Linked DNA regions of Canis lupus: region 1 is linked to region 2. A link is a contact called in public Hi-C data. All regions are on one chromosome and are shown on one strand. Each heading gives the region's core, a stretch centred on a gene start, on an enhancer-like site or on the middle of the called end of the contact. The rest is flanking DNA. Distances are from core to core; before and after follow the strand shown.

Region 1 (6,984 bases), core at 4,053-6,552, 490 kb before region 2:
TCGAGATTCCAAATTTCTCTGGTTTCAGCAGAAATTTGGAATTAAAGTAACATTAAGAAATTTAAAAGCCCGTGGAATGTTTTTCTCTATATCCGGTAGCTTTAAAGATACCACATTTCATCTCAGATTGCTCTGGCTGTGCAACTAAAAACTTCTCTTTTGGAATTGCATTCGATAGACGAGTCCAAATTGGTATGTTCTATTTCCATATTAATATGTTTTGTTAAAGTTTAAACTCTGTGGTTGAAGTCATTTTAAGGTTCCTGATGATATCATGGTTTACTGTTTCTGAAGAAGACGTAGCAGTGATATGAAGATAGGAAACATATCATGGTGTCTGTATTTCATTTTATTATGTTGTTAAATTGAGGCAAAATTGGTAAATTACACATATAAGTGCAATACTATATAACTTGATGTCTGTGTTCATTATGAAGCGATCACTTCCAAAAGTCTGGTTACCATCCATCCCCATACATTCGACCCCTTTTGCCCATTTTCCCTATGCCCTCCCCTCTCCTCCCTTTCTGATCACCACTAATTTGTAAGTTTGGTTTTAGATTCCACATGAGTGAAGTCATACTCTTGTGTTTGTCTTTCTTCTTCTGACTTCCTTCACTTAGCATCGTATCCTCAAGGTTCATCCAAGTTGTGAGACGTGGCAAGATTTCATTCTTCTTCTTCTTTTTTTTTAAAGATTTTATTCATTTATTCACGATAGACATAGAGAGAGAGAGGGGCAGAGACGCAGGCAGAGGGAGAAACAGGCTTCACGCAGGGAGCCTGACGCGGGACCCGATCCCAGGACCGCAGGATCGCACTCTGGGCCAAAGACAGGCGCCAGACTGCTGAGCCACCGAGGGTTCCCCCTCTTCTTCTTTTTTTTAATGGCTCAGTGGTACTCCACTGTAATGTATACACCACAACTTCTCTCTCCACTCATCATCAGTGAACACGTAGGTTGCTTCTTTTTCTCGGCTCTTGTAAATATTGCTACTGTGAACAGAAAGAGCACATATCTTTTCAAATTAGTATGTTTGTATTCTTCAGGTAAGTATCTAGAAGTGGAATAGCTGGATCATATGGTAGTTCTATTCTTAACTTTTTGAGGAACCTCCAAACACTTTTTCCAGAGTGGCTGCATTGGTTTATATTCCTGCCAGCGGTGCCCTGAGGGTCCCCCTTTCTCCACATCCTCACCAGTACTTGTTTCTTGTCTTCTTGATAACCATTCTAACTGGTGTGAGGTGTTCACTCACTGTGGTTTTGGCTTGCGTTTCCCTGGGGTTTAGGATGCTGAACATCTTTATATGGTCCTGTTGGCCGTATAAATATCATCTTTGGAAAATTACCTGTTTAGATCCTCTATTCATTTTATAATCAGATTGTGTTTTGTTGTTGTTAAGTTGTACGAGTTCTTTATATGTTTGGGATATTAACCCCTTGCTGGATATGTGGTTTGCAATATCTTCCATTCAGTGGGTTGCCTTTTCATTTTCTTTTTTAAAGATTTTATTTATTTATTCATGAGAGTACAGAGAGAGAGAGAGAGAGAGAGAGAGAGAGGCAGAGACACAGGTAGAGGGAGAAGCAGGCTCCGTGCAGGGAGCCTGATGAGGGACTCGATCCCGGGACTCCAGGATCACGCCTTCGGCTAAAGGCAGGCGCTAAACCACTGAGCCACCCAGGGATACCTGCCTTTTCATTTTGATGATGATTTCTTCCACGGTGCAGAAGCTTTTTAGTTTGATGTGAAGCCATTGGTTTTTGCTTTTGTTTGCCTTGCCTTTGCAGTCAGATGCACAAAAAACATTATTAAGACTGATATCTAGGAGCTTTCTTCTATTTCATACTCCTGTTATGATCCCCTGAGTCTGTGGATCTCAATACTGTTGACAAGTAAGCTGATTTGGAGCTTTTCATATTAGAAAGAAAAGGAATTCTTAATCCAGTGCTCATTTTACAAATGAGAAGACCAAGGCCCAAAGACCATATGACCTACAGGGGCCTTCATCTGCACTGTATTTAGGAACAGTGTCCAGGGTCAGCACCCCCAGCCTTGGCCGAGTGCAGGGCCAAGCCTGAATAGGAGCTGTGGAGGTAGGCCCGTCTGGGTACCGGCTACCCTGGTTGCCTCCCACCTCAAGGACTCTGGGCCTGCTACCTGACGTCAGTCCCTGCCTTTGTAACGTGGGGCCGGCAGTAACTGTCTCCCTCCATGAGAGGCAGTATTGCATAAGAAATGAGAGCTCGGGCCTGAAGAAGGCAAAAGTGCATGGCCTTGGAAAACCTCAGACCCAGGGAAAGACACCTGTTTCCATGGCAGAGAGACAGGGCTTGGGAATGTTCTGACTGCATGTTTTGGATTGGCATGACCTTTGGGAGGATATCCTGGACTCTCAGATTTTCATTTATACCAAGACTCTTTCCTTGCACACCCACCTTTTCTGAGTTGCCAGAGTTTTAAAAATGGGCCTTTTTTCATTGTCTCAGTCCAGTTCATGGTCCTCTGTTTTGTCAGTCCTGAGGAGAAATAAGGTGAAACTTGGTGCTGATTGGTAGCTCCCATCATGATGAGTATTTTTGCAAATGGCCTCTGGCTCTTGGAGAGAAAAAGTGTCGTGCATAATTTCAGAAAGACATCCACTGGAGAATCCTTGTGAAGCATCCTGGTGAAGAGTATGGATTTAAGAAGAAAAACATTTGAAAATTTTTAGTTGGTAAGAAACACATAAAATTTACCATCTTCACCATTTGTAAGTGTGTAGTTCAATGGTGTTAAGTAAATTCACATTTTTGTGCAATGATTCTACGGAACTTTCTAATCTTGCAAAACTGAAACTCTATACCCATCAAACACCAACTTTTCATGCCCTTTTCCGTCTGACTCCTGCCAACTGCCATTCTACTTTCTGTCTTCTGTGAGTTTGACTACTGTGGCCACTTCACATCAGTGGAATGGGGATAGTATTTGTCTTTTTGCGACAGGATTATTTCACTAAATACAGTGCCCTCAAGGTTCATCCAGCATGTGACAAGACCGCCTTCCTTTTTAAGGCTGAATAATATTCCATTCTGTGTGTGTGTGTGGGGGGGGGTAGATCTTGTTTATTTCTCTGTCAGTGGATATTTAGATTGTTTGTATCTTTTGGTTATTGTGACTAGTGATGTAGTGAACATGGTTGTGCAAATATCTGCCCAAGATCTTGCCTTCGGTTCTTTTCCATATGTATCTAGAATTGGGATGGCTGGATCACATGGTGATTCTGTGTTTAATCTGGGGGGAGGGGGGCCGCCTTATTACTGTTTTCCACAGCAGCTGCACCATTTTTCATTCCTTCCAACAGTGCACAAGTGTTCCGGTTTCTCCTCTGTAGCCTCACTGATAATTGCTTTCTGGGGTTCTTTTGAAGTGGCCACCGTATGGGTACAAGGTGATACTGCATCGTGGTTTTGATTTGCATTCCTTAAATGAGTACTGGTGTTGAGCATCTTTTCATATGCTTATTGGCCATTAGTGTATCATCTTTGGAGAATCGTCTTTTCAAGTCCTTTGCCTGCTTTGTAATTGAATTATTTGTTCTTTTGATGTTGAGTTGTGGAGTATGGATCTTTAAGCCAGACTGGGTCTGGGCTTCCGTCCCGGCCCCTCCATGTATGAGCTGTTGACCAAGGGCGGTTGCCACAGAGTCCTCTACTGTCGTGTGGGCTTGATGACAGCACCCACCTCGTGGAGTTAGGGATGTTAGGCTTGCCAGCGAGGACACACCCGAGAGACGGGAGCTACATCAGAGTGTAGACAGTCTGTTCCTCGTAGGGTTGGGAAGCCACTAAAACCAGCTGCCTTCTCAACCCTCACCACCTTCCCTTCTATCATCCCTGGACTTTTAGGACAAGCAAAGGGATGTCCTTGGGACACCAAGGACTCCACAGCATATGGAGGATACTCACATGGTTAGAAAGAACCTCTCTGAGCCTCCTGGACAGTGTGCAGGGTGTTTGCACCATGGCTTTAGCTTGTTGGCAAAGTGCATGTCATTACTTGAAGTTAGAGCCAGGGGAGACGTGGGTCCTGCTCCTGCACCACCCCAGGTACACACCTGAGGCAACAGGCCCCGCCTCACTCACCTCGCCGCTGTCTTTTCTGGAGTCAGAGATGGAAAAGCCAGGCACGGGCCAAGAGTGCTGGCAAACATAGGAGACTGGTCTCTCTTCAAACTCCCTCAATGGGGAGAGACAGACGACCAGAATCATTGCAAAGAAAGAGACATTGCACTCTTTAAAATCATCCCAGCAGAAGGTCCAGAGGATGGGCAGCTTTCCAGATGTCCAGAGGTTGACACGTCTAGTGAGCTGAGATCTGGCCAGCTAAGCACACGGTCCCAGGCTCTGGAGGATCAGCTCCTGGCATGCTGACCTTTCTGGAAATTTAAGGTGCCGTTTCTGGGCTGTGTGCACAGTACTTGGTTTTTTCTGTGTTGTGCCAAGGAGCTTAGAAAAGTGTCCGTCCTTTGGAGTGGAAATAAGTCTTTACCAAATGACTTTGTTCCATCAGAGCAGCCAATTTTTCTCATTTGTTTTGCGCCATGTGCACACGTAACACCTCTCACTTCTTAGGAACTGTACGTGGAAGCTGGGAGGTGTTCTGGGAGGTGCCATGTTCAGTCATGGTCAGTAGACTTTCAGAAGGAAATGTTGTTTAATGAGTTTTTTGGGCGAAGTAAGCTCTGGTAACGTTTAAAGAATTTGCTTACTACAAACAGTTTTCAAAGAACATTTGAACTTGATATGTTCACTTTAACTCATAAACCAGATTGCGTGAAGTCTGTTAGGGTTTTGAATGAACATCAAGGTGCTGTCTTTGGAGGGGTGGAAGCCACCTTAGTGATCACACTGTTGGTTTCCATTGTCTCATTGATGACAAGGCCTGCAATCTTACACAGCGACAACCCAAGCTTCCCAACCTCCGAGCAGATGTGGCTACCAAAGAGAGTGCTGCTTCCTGAGTTGGCTTCCTTCAGGATATGGGCCCTTATAAGGAAGGCAGTGAGGCTGGGGTTTTCCAGGTGGAAAGGTCACCTTTCCACATATAGCCCAGTGAGCAGTGTGTCAAGTTGGGGGAAGAACCGGGGTCACTGTTGTAAACTTCTTGTTTCACAGTGTGGATTTCCCCATCCCCTCTCCCCAGTGAAGCACAAAAAAGTATTTCCTAACTTTTAAGTCATGGGCTTCCTCTCATGGAGTCTGACCTTAGATCATATCCAGATAAGCATTGTGTAATGGGATGGGTGGGGTTCGCGTGTTTAGCCACAGATGCATGAGAAGGGGTGAGGGGAAGGGCAGCAGAGTTTGTAGCTGGGGCCCTTAGCATCATCCATCCTTGTCAGCCACCAACTCAGAGTCCTCACTGCAGGACCATTATGCAAGCAGAACCTCATCGAGCTTCCCTTGCTGCTTGGACAGGTCACCCGTGTGTGCCATTAGGACCTTTCCTTCCTCCCTCCTGCCTTGGATTTTTTTTTTTGGGGGGGGTGTTATTCAAGGGTCAGTTGTATTTTCTCTGATACTATATCAACAGATTGTGTTTGTCTCATGTCTCGAGGCTACAGAGTTGTTCTTTTCTCTTATCATCTCTCGCGTGTTCAAGTGATTTTTCACTGGCAGGTGGGCTTATCATGGCCAGCACTGGAATAGCCCTCCAGGTAATCTGGGGACTTGGAAGCACATGTTTGTTAAGTACCTGGTTGGTGCCCTGGAACAGATGGGGTTGGAAGTACCATTCAAAATCTACTTCCTGCACGGGGGTACGTCAGGTTGTCCTGCACTGACAAGGAAGCAGGCTATGTGAAGAAGTGGGATAAAAGGTAGACCAGATGACTGTTCACCTCTAAGCCCTATCCCAGGAGCTGGTTTATAAAAGATGCCCCCCAGATAAAATATATAAGATGTCACATGGCAGCACAAGTCAGCTGCCTTATTGACATGAATAGCAAGTAGCGTGGATTCGGAAGGGAGGGTGGCTCTGAGCTGGAGTACCATGGCACCTTTGCTCAAGCAGCTCTTTCTTCCTGGCGTCCAGGTCCCCTCTTCCCCTGCCAAAAAAAAAAAAAAGGTTGTGATTTTTGCCAGTCCATCAAGACTCAAAACACCATCTTATTCCTTCTGGTCATAATAAAACCTTGTTACCTGTACTTTCATAATTTTTTTCTTAGCTACTGACTGCACTCTTTTTTTAAGGAAAGTTCTTAGAGGCCCTAAACCCCACGTAATCTGATTGCTCTGCCAAAATGGAGAGAAGGGGTAGCGTAGAACTCTATTTGCTCCTCCTGTGGATTGAGTGTGTGTGTCCCCTGAAAATTCACATGTTGAAGCTCCAGTACCTAATGTGCTGGTGTTTGGAGGTGGGGCCTTTGGGAGGCAGCTGGGTTTAGAGGAGGCCACGTGGGTCAAGCGTCCACCATGGGATCTGGGATCCATGCCTCATAAGTGAGAGGAGGAGGAGACCAGAGTGTGCACGCACTCACTCTTTGCCACGTAAGGGCATAACAAGGAGGCAAGCCAGGAGAAGGGTGCTGGCACTCTGAATTTGGATTTCCAGCCTCCAGAACTGTGAGAAATAAATGTCTGTTGCTGCAGCCACTCAGTCTATGGTTCGTTGTTTCAGCAGCCCCAGATAAGGCAGCTGCATTCCCCACCCCTCCCAGGCCCCTGACTTTGCTGTCAGCTTCGTGGGGCATAGTTTGAAAGCTCTCATTCCGTGATGCGGCCACTCATACGTGCCAGGTTCAACTCTAACACCCCCCCACTCCAGTGCCCTTCACTGTGGTCAGGGGGGATCTGATGGTGAAGATGTTGCTTTCCTCTCTAGGCTTCTAGGAAGACCCCTGAGACTGAGCATACCTTCCTTGCAGGGTGTGGGGCAGGAGCTGTCCTGCTTGGAGGAGGCTCACATGGAGGAGGTGCTGGAAGCTGGGCTGTAAACAG
Region 2 (7,291 bases), core at 4,106-6,605:
CCCTGTTCCACTCCATTCTCCAAACGAGGGAGGTTTTCTCTGCCAAGCCTCCTGAAGTTTTCGCACTGGCTGCGTTTTAGGTTTTAGAAGATGATGTTCAAGCTAGCTTCGCTGGCCCCTGGGCAAGTTTTCCTTGTGTGCCACCTGGTGTACAGTCATTATAGAGGCCCTTGCCCTTCTTTTTCTCCTCACGTGTAAGAAGGGTAGTTTGACATCCATTCATTTATTCATCTCACAAGTATTTATTGAGCACCTACTCATTAGAGCTAATCTCAAATTATGTGCAGTCATTATTATGCCACAAGGATGGAGTAGGTCCCGAGTTATCCAACCTGAAAAGGCGTTTTGAAATCTTAATTACCCTCTGGAACCTCCCCAGGGCACGGCCCAACATGGGCCAGCAGGTACTGTACACGTCGCATACCCTCTGTATCCAGAGTGATCCCAGTTTGAGAGGATTTTGCTTATAACTCAGTCCCACCGCACGGGCCCCTGAGGCAGAACAGAAAGAGCCCTGGGTCTGCGGGCACACATTTCTGTTCTTGGCTGCAGCTCCAACCAGCTCTGTGAATTTGGGCAAGTCATTTCACCTCTGTTCCTCCATTTCCTCATTTCTAAAATGGGGATGAGGACCTGACCCTTCCACCTTTGTACAGTTATTATGAGGATTTCCGTATTTACTTGGGTAGAGCTGCCAGTTTTTTTCTGAGCAGTTTTATGGACCAATTGCAGGTGCATTGGCTAGGAAGAATAATGGCCTAATTTGGGGCCTTCAGAATGTGTCTTTTGATCTTGCGTCCAAGCGTGCACACTCAGAGTCAGGGTAGGCAGCAGGGGCCAGTTGGAAGGAGGTGGAATTGCCGCTACTGGAGGTACTCTGTCCCTGCCTTCCACATCCCCCGTGGACAGATGTGTTTGCAGACGCGCTGGCCTGCTATTGCTGTCCCTGGTGTAATGTGGTCCTCTGCCGGGGGGTGGGGTGCGGGGGGAGTAGAGTAGGCTGCCGGGGCCACCGGCTTTGCAGTCAGGCTGCTTTGGGTTCAAAACCTGGCTGTACAACTTAACAGCTGTGTGATCCTGGGGCAGATTGCTTTACCTCTTTGTTCCGTAGTTCTCCTAAGTGATAGGAAACTGGTACCCACCCACCCGATAGGCATCAGTGACACAGTCCATGTAAAGAACAGCACCTGGAGACCACCAGTCATGAAGGTGGTGATGATTTGCAGGAAACCTGTGACATCACGTAGCCCTTTGCTTTCCTTTGCTTTCCTTGGTCAATAGAAGTATCCTGAAAAAGCAAAACAAAACAAAGAAAACCCTCCAAACACACACTCTCTTTCTCACTCTCTCTCTCCTCATGGAAAATTGCCCTGTCTCTTTTTTTTCCTCTTTCTTTTTTTCCTCTTCTATTTTAGGTTTTACAACAGAGAAGAGACATTGACATGAGATTTGTTTAGAAGATCTCTCTGGGTAGCTAATAAAAAATTCTGGGAGGATGATTTTAATAAAGTCTCTGGAGGACCCGTAACAGGCAAGGAGGTTAAGGTTAGGAGCAGTAACTTTTTTTAAAGGAAGTTTGGTTTAACAAGTTTGCTTTAAAGTTAGGGCCCCTCTCCCCTATTAACTTACTTTAAGAGAGAGTTCCAAGTGTCTTCAAAGGCAAAGGGAAAAGGGAAGGCTGTAGAAGTCCTACTGTGGGCTGAGTGCTCTTGGAAGCACCCCTCATGCCTGCCAGAAAACTTCCCTCTCGTGAGCAAGCCTGACCCCCCTTGGGGAAGATGGGAGGGGGCCCCCTCTGCTCCCCTAAGGAAATGGAAGGTGATGCTCCCCATCCAGGTGGTGGTCTGCCACAAACCATTTAACAGGCCCCGCCCGTCTAGGTAAGAAGGGGTGGCCTCAGCTCAACTGGGGCGCAATCAGCTGGCTGCACAGAGTGGAGAGGCCTTGAGCAGGTCTTTGAAGAATTAGGAGGATTTAGATAAGCCGGAAGGGGATGGGGCATTCCACGCTGGTTGCCCAGCATCGGAGCCAAAAATGAACAAAGACATGGGGGTGGGAGGTGGGGGTGGATGGACGGGGCGGCCAGCGTGAAGGGCCCTTGGAGCAAGGGGCAGCTGGTTAGAGACGGGGTGTGGGGAGCATGGGCGCTCGAACCCACTCTGCAAGCCCTGGGCACCCCTTTGGAGGAAGGTTTGCGAGCTTGGGCCAGACCGGTGAGGGCTGGGCTTTGAGAAATGTGGGCGGCAAGGGGGTCAGGATGAGTCGGAGGGCCCAGGGACGCCGTGGGGAGCGTGGTGGAGGGAACCCAGTGACACAGTCTTACACCGGGGGCCTGGCCCCCAGTGGCAGTAGCAGGAATGGAAAGAAAAGTTGGTGAGGAAGACTTGAAAGATGACCTCTAGGTTGGTTTCCATGGCGAATGACCAGAAAATAAGGCACCGGGGAGGTGGGGGGCAGCAGGCAGGCTTTTCAAGGCAGGAGCCGGAGAGGGAGGATTGTGCTGGGGACATGTTGAGTTAATTCTCTCCCATGGCAGTGGCTCAAAATGCTTTCCTCTTTCTTTTTCGTGTACTTTTGAAGGGAGGGGGCAGTATTAGCTCATGGTTTCATATCCAAAGGTCTGGTGGCCCTGTGAGGTCAGCTTTTAATGGAGACTCCTTGGGAGCCCAGGAATTGCCACCACCCTAATGACTCTTTTTTTTTTTTTTAAGATTTTATTTATTTATCCATGAGAGACAACAGAGAGAGAGGCAGAGACAGAGACATAGGCAGAGGGAGAAGCAGGGTACCTGCGGAGAGCCCCATGCGGGACCCGATCCCAGGACCCCTGGATCACGACCTGCACTGAGCCACCCAGACGTCCCTCTTTCTGGTTATTTGTAAGGTCCCAGCCATCCCTGCTCAGGCCGGAATTTCCAGGAACTGGCTGCTGACCCGAGCCAGTTGGTCCCTCCCTGCCTCCCACTCCCTGCTGGGTGGGGCCCCATGGGTGGAGGCCCCTTGGGGGAGAGCGGGGTGGGTCTCCAGTGATAGGGCACCAGCGCAGAGGCAGATGAGAGGCCGTGTGGCCTCACGCAGCCCTTCTGGATTTGATTATATAACGCTTCACGGAAGAGAATTGTGAGGGCTGCGGCCGGCCTTGTAAGATATGTACACAGCAGGATTATTACACAGTATGGGCGTTTTTTCAATTGATCTTGAGTTCTGTGCCCTTCAGACTAAAACACAAAATTGCCAGAGAGCCTGAAGAAGGAAAACAAGCGTGTAACCTTAGTAGGCGAAATGATTTGCATTTGCGAAAATGTCTTTCAGAAAGGTGTGGAATGCTACTAGCCAGGTGGCAGCGTTGAACTTGAGAGTTTACCTATAAAGAGTATGGGTTTGGGTTTCCCCACCCCCCACCCCCCAGCCCTGCTTTAGCTGGGCCTCAGTCTGCAAACGTGTAGGGATTTTGCTTGGTTGTTACCTTTGCACCTGTCCCTATTTACATGCAAAATCAATTGCTTCACTTGGTCTTTTCCGAGGTACAGGGTGTGGACAGAATCTTATCTGAAGCCATGTCCTGTTTGGACAAGTTGGACTCGCCTTGGCAACTCTCCATAGGGTGGAGCAGATGGGTGGAGGCAGGAAAGTAAAATTGGGTGGCTTGTTAGCAGAGAGAGGAGAGAGGGCGGATTGTTTGCTCACTGGATCATTATATTTAATCTAAAACTAAATAATTAACTTCTTTCCATTTACAAAACATTTTGATGCAAAATGGCCAACCCAGTTTGTGAGGGGCAAAGATTTAGAAATGCTCCATGGCGTTTTTTTTTTCCCCTTTCAAACCAACAATAGAAGACTAAGATAGGTGAAAATCATCCAGCCCTAGGAAAATGCGCATTTCCAGGTAGGGGCCAGCATCTGGCTGTTCCGAAAGCAGCCTGCAACCTAAAAATGCCCTCCCACATTTGTTGCCTGCCCCCACCCCACCCCAACCGCCCTGTCTCTGGCCAAGGCAACTGCCATAAAAATGTGACTCCTCAGGAGCTCTTAAAAGCATTTGGGTACAGAAGTGAAGAAAGAAGTGTTTCTTTTGAAAGGAAGTTCAGTTGCAGGGATGTCCCCTGCTTGCCTGGCCTGGCCCTTCTCCTGACCAGGAGTCTCTCTCTCTCTCTCTCTCTCTCTCTCTCTCTCACACACACACACACACACACGAATTTTTTTTTTTTTTTTTTAGTGTTTTCTTTTTCCCCAGTTCCTTTGGGGAGTAAATGGCAGTGGTGGGGGGGAGGCAGTACACTTTCTCTTTTAACATCCAAACCCTTGGGAAAATTAAGGGCACTTGCAGATGACGTCATGCTTTGTTCCTACTGTTTTTCTCCTTACACCTTGCTGAGGTCAGCAGGAGACAAAGATTGCTCCGAGGCTGGCAGGTCATTTGGAGTCTAAGGGTCAGGCTGGGTTGGGGGAGGATACTGCAGGGACCCTTTGAGGATCTGAGGAATGAGATTTGGAATGTACCCAAGAAGGGAGAAGGTCAGGAGCAAATCCTGCTGTATCACAAGAAACTTAGCTTCAGACACACACACATTGTGTGTGTGTGTGTGTGTGTGTGTGTGTGTGTGTGTGTGATGTTTCTAAGGAAGGGACAATGGTAAGATTGTTTCTATAATAAAACTTGCTCCTGCTTCAAGACAAGCTTCTTTCAAAGGAGGTTTGGTGACATCATAGGCTCCTCTTACATCAAGAGTTGTGCTTATTTCTGAGCTCTGCAGCTCATTTGTATCCTCCTAAATCAGCTGTTGAGTAGGCCTCCTGGTGGACTGGATGAGTGTGAGATGGAACTGCATTCCTTCTGAAACTTTATGTAAATGATTTTCACCAAAGCTTTTAAATACCTAAATCACACGTTTTTGCATTTTGACAAAAAAATCTGACCCATGTCTTAACTTGGGAAAAGTCAGAAGTGTAAGTAGAGAGAGTGAAGGGAAATGTGTTTCTTCTCTTTGGAGAAAAAATTCAGTCGGATGGCTCTTCCCAGCAAAATAACCCAGTTAGGGAGGGATGACATTTGTTCCGGTTATGGAAAATCATTCTGGCAAGTTCAGTAGGGCTACGATGTAAATGCATTAATGATTGGAAAATAGCTGTTTGAAAAAACAAAAACAAAAAACAGAACCACGTTTGGGGACTTCTCATCTCCGTGGCACCCACAGAAAGTGGTTAACAGAATTCCTGGGCCCGCTTACAACCCACTGGGTTTAAGGACGGGGAGGTCGGCAAACTCCCATTTCCCGCGTGTCCTTAGCCCCTAATACCTGTTGTAGCGCGCCACCTCCTGGTTCTGCTCAAGACTGCGGTCCGTGTCGCGTAAGAGCTTTCCGGCCGCGGTTGTGTTTTATTTAGTGTCCTTTACCGAGGATGTTAGTGTCCCCCGAGCCTGAGCTGTCCACATGGAACAAGATCCACTGCGTTCTAGTTCTTTCAGTGCATAAGTTACTTCTCAGTCGTATGCATGGCACCTTGGAGACTTTGCAGTCACTCCTCCTAGAACCCAAAGACACGGTCAGGACCAGAGATAGGCACAGGAGTTAGTTACAGACTATAGAATTTTTCTGCACATAAATAAACAAATGCCTGATTTGTGTTCCTGTGTTCCATTCTCTTCCTAAATTTGGTTTCTTTCTGGCTTAGCTTCCCTCCTGTGCTTTGATTGAGTTTTAATTCTAGAATTGATACATTTAAACATTGGCACACAGATGTGTGTTTAAAGCTCTCCCACCCCGTGACCCCCTCCCAAGAAGGGCCGTCTGGTTGACAGTTTAAGAGTGTACAGTCTTCTTTGCACGTCCTTCACCTCTTGTTCCATATCCTGTGACTATCGCTGAAAGTATGATCGGTCCTTTTAGAGGCAGCCAGGTCGGGAACGGAATACTGTTCGACGTGCAAATGGACAGTGAGTGAGTTTGGTTCTATTCATAATGATATTTGAATGTTGCAGACTTTGTCCAGCGTTGCGTTGTCTAAGTCTTTCAAAATGAGATCTTCTAATTGTACCACTTCTTTTTCATTCACTAGCTGAAATACTTCTATAATGAGAACTATCACTTCACCAGGGATTGAATTACTCTTGAGGTACAGTTTTGAACATATTATAAACATACCTTCACAATTATTTTTTAATAAATTTTATTAGGAAAAAAATTTATTAGGGCAGATGCTCTATATTAGACTTTACCTTTTTCATTTATGATTTCAAGTTGTGGAGCATTCATTTCCTAAAATTCAGATAAAACATAAACATTAATGAAGCGATTTAAATAACGTCTTTAAGTGATAAGAGATAGAGTAGGTTAATGTGTCATTCATTTCTAAATGGATTTAATAGCCACGGCTCTGGGCATTAGGAAAAGTTGTTAATGGCTTTATGAGCTAAATGGTGGAGTTAGAATTTGAACCAGAGCCCATCCTAATTCCACTGTGTGCTCTTACTGGTAGTGAAGGCTGTAAGGTACCGCGAGGCATACACTTGCTGGGAAGCTATTGCAGTGGTGCAGCTGGGAAGTGGCAAGCCCCTCTGTGAGCTCTCAGGCAGGATGTAGGCTGGTAGTCACTTTTAAACTGAATTCAGTCTGAGTCTTTTAAAGGGCAGAGGGGACCGACCTCTAAAGCCTACCTACGTTAGCAAAGAGACAAATGCTTGACTTTGCTCCTGAAGTTGGAACCAACAGCGTTAGTGCCGTGTACACACCTATGTATATCCAGAAATTGCGTATGTGTTTATTGATACGAACTCTTTACAGGGCAAAGGGTTCTGTTTTGCTTTAAATTTCATAGCTAGGATGCAGCTCTCCTGTTTGAGTCTCAGGACCATGACCGGGGCACCTGCGTGGCTCAGTTGTTGAGCTTCTGCCTTTGGCTCAGGGTATGATCCTGGAGTCCTGGGATCGAGTCCCACGTCAGCTTCCTGCAGGGAGCCTGCTTCTCCCTCTGCCTGTGTCTCTGCCTCTCTCTCTGTGTCTTTCATGAATAAATAAATAAAATCTTAAAAAAAAGAGAGAGAGACCAAGACCAGAGCTCTTTTTGTTATGCACCTGAGAATAGGACTGCTTATATTTAGAAGGATTTGCATCAAGATACCCTTCAGTCAAGTGGATGAATCTAAGAGTAAATTCAATTTAAAAGGCTTGGGGGAAGGGTAGCCATTAAATTAAATTTAAAAGGCTTGGGGGAAGGGTGGCCAGCCAAAGGTCAGGGCTGCTGAATTACCTGACCTCATTGATTTGAGCAGAAGATCTCACATCTTTTG

Evidence for each region. A called contact is a pair of places that touch in the nucleus more often than the background predicts.
Region 1: a contact with region 2 is called in a Hi-C map of blood, with 3 times the contacts expected there. The contact joins two enhancer-like sites. A contact is called at or near these places in 3 of 9 Hi-C or Micro-C datasets (amygdala and blood).

Annotation. Positions count from the first base shown.
Region 1 is chr3:74,712,054-74,719,037 of UU_Cfam_GSD_1.0, reverse strand. The region is part of intron 12 of TBC1D1 (TBC1 domain family member 1); the gene reads left to right. Among named protein-coding and RNA genes, the nearest start is that of TBC1D1, 170 kb to the left of the region's middle. Within about 2 kb of position 5,302, at least 3 of the 20 cell types and tissues checked have an H3K27ac peak or open chromatin away from gene starts, as enhancers often do. A contact at or near this core is called in blood, where this site is marked.
Region 2 is chr3:74,223,330-74,230,620 of UU_Cfam_GSD_1.0, reverse strand. All of the region lies in intron 1 of KLF3 (Krueppel-like factor 3), which reads left to right. Among named protein-coding and RNA genes, the nearest start is that of KLF3, 9.8 kb to the left of the region's middle. Within about 2 kb of position 5,355, at least 6 of the 20 cell types and tissues checked have an H3K27ac peak or open chromatin away from gene starts, as enhancers often do. A contact at or near this core is called in blood, where this site is marked.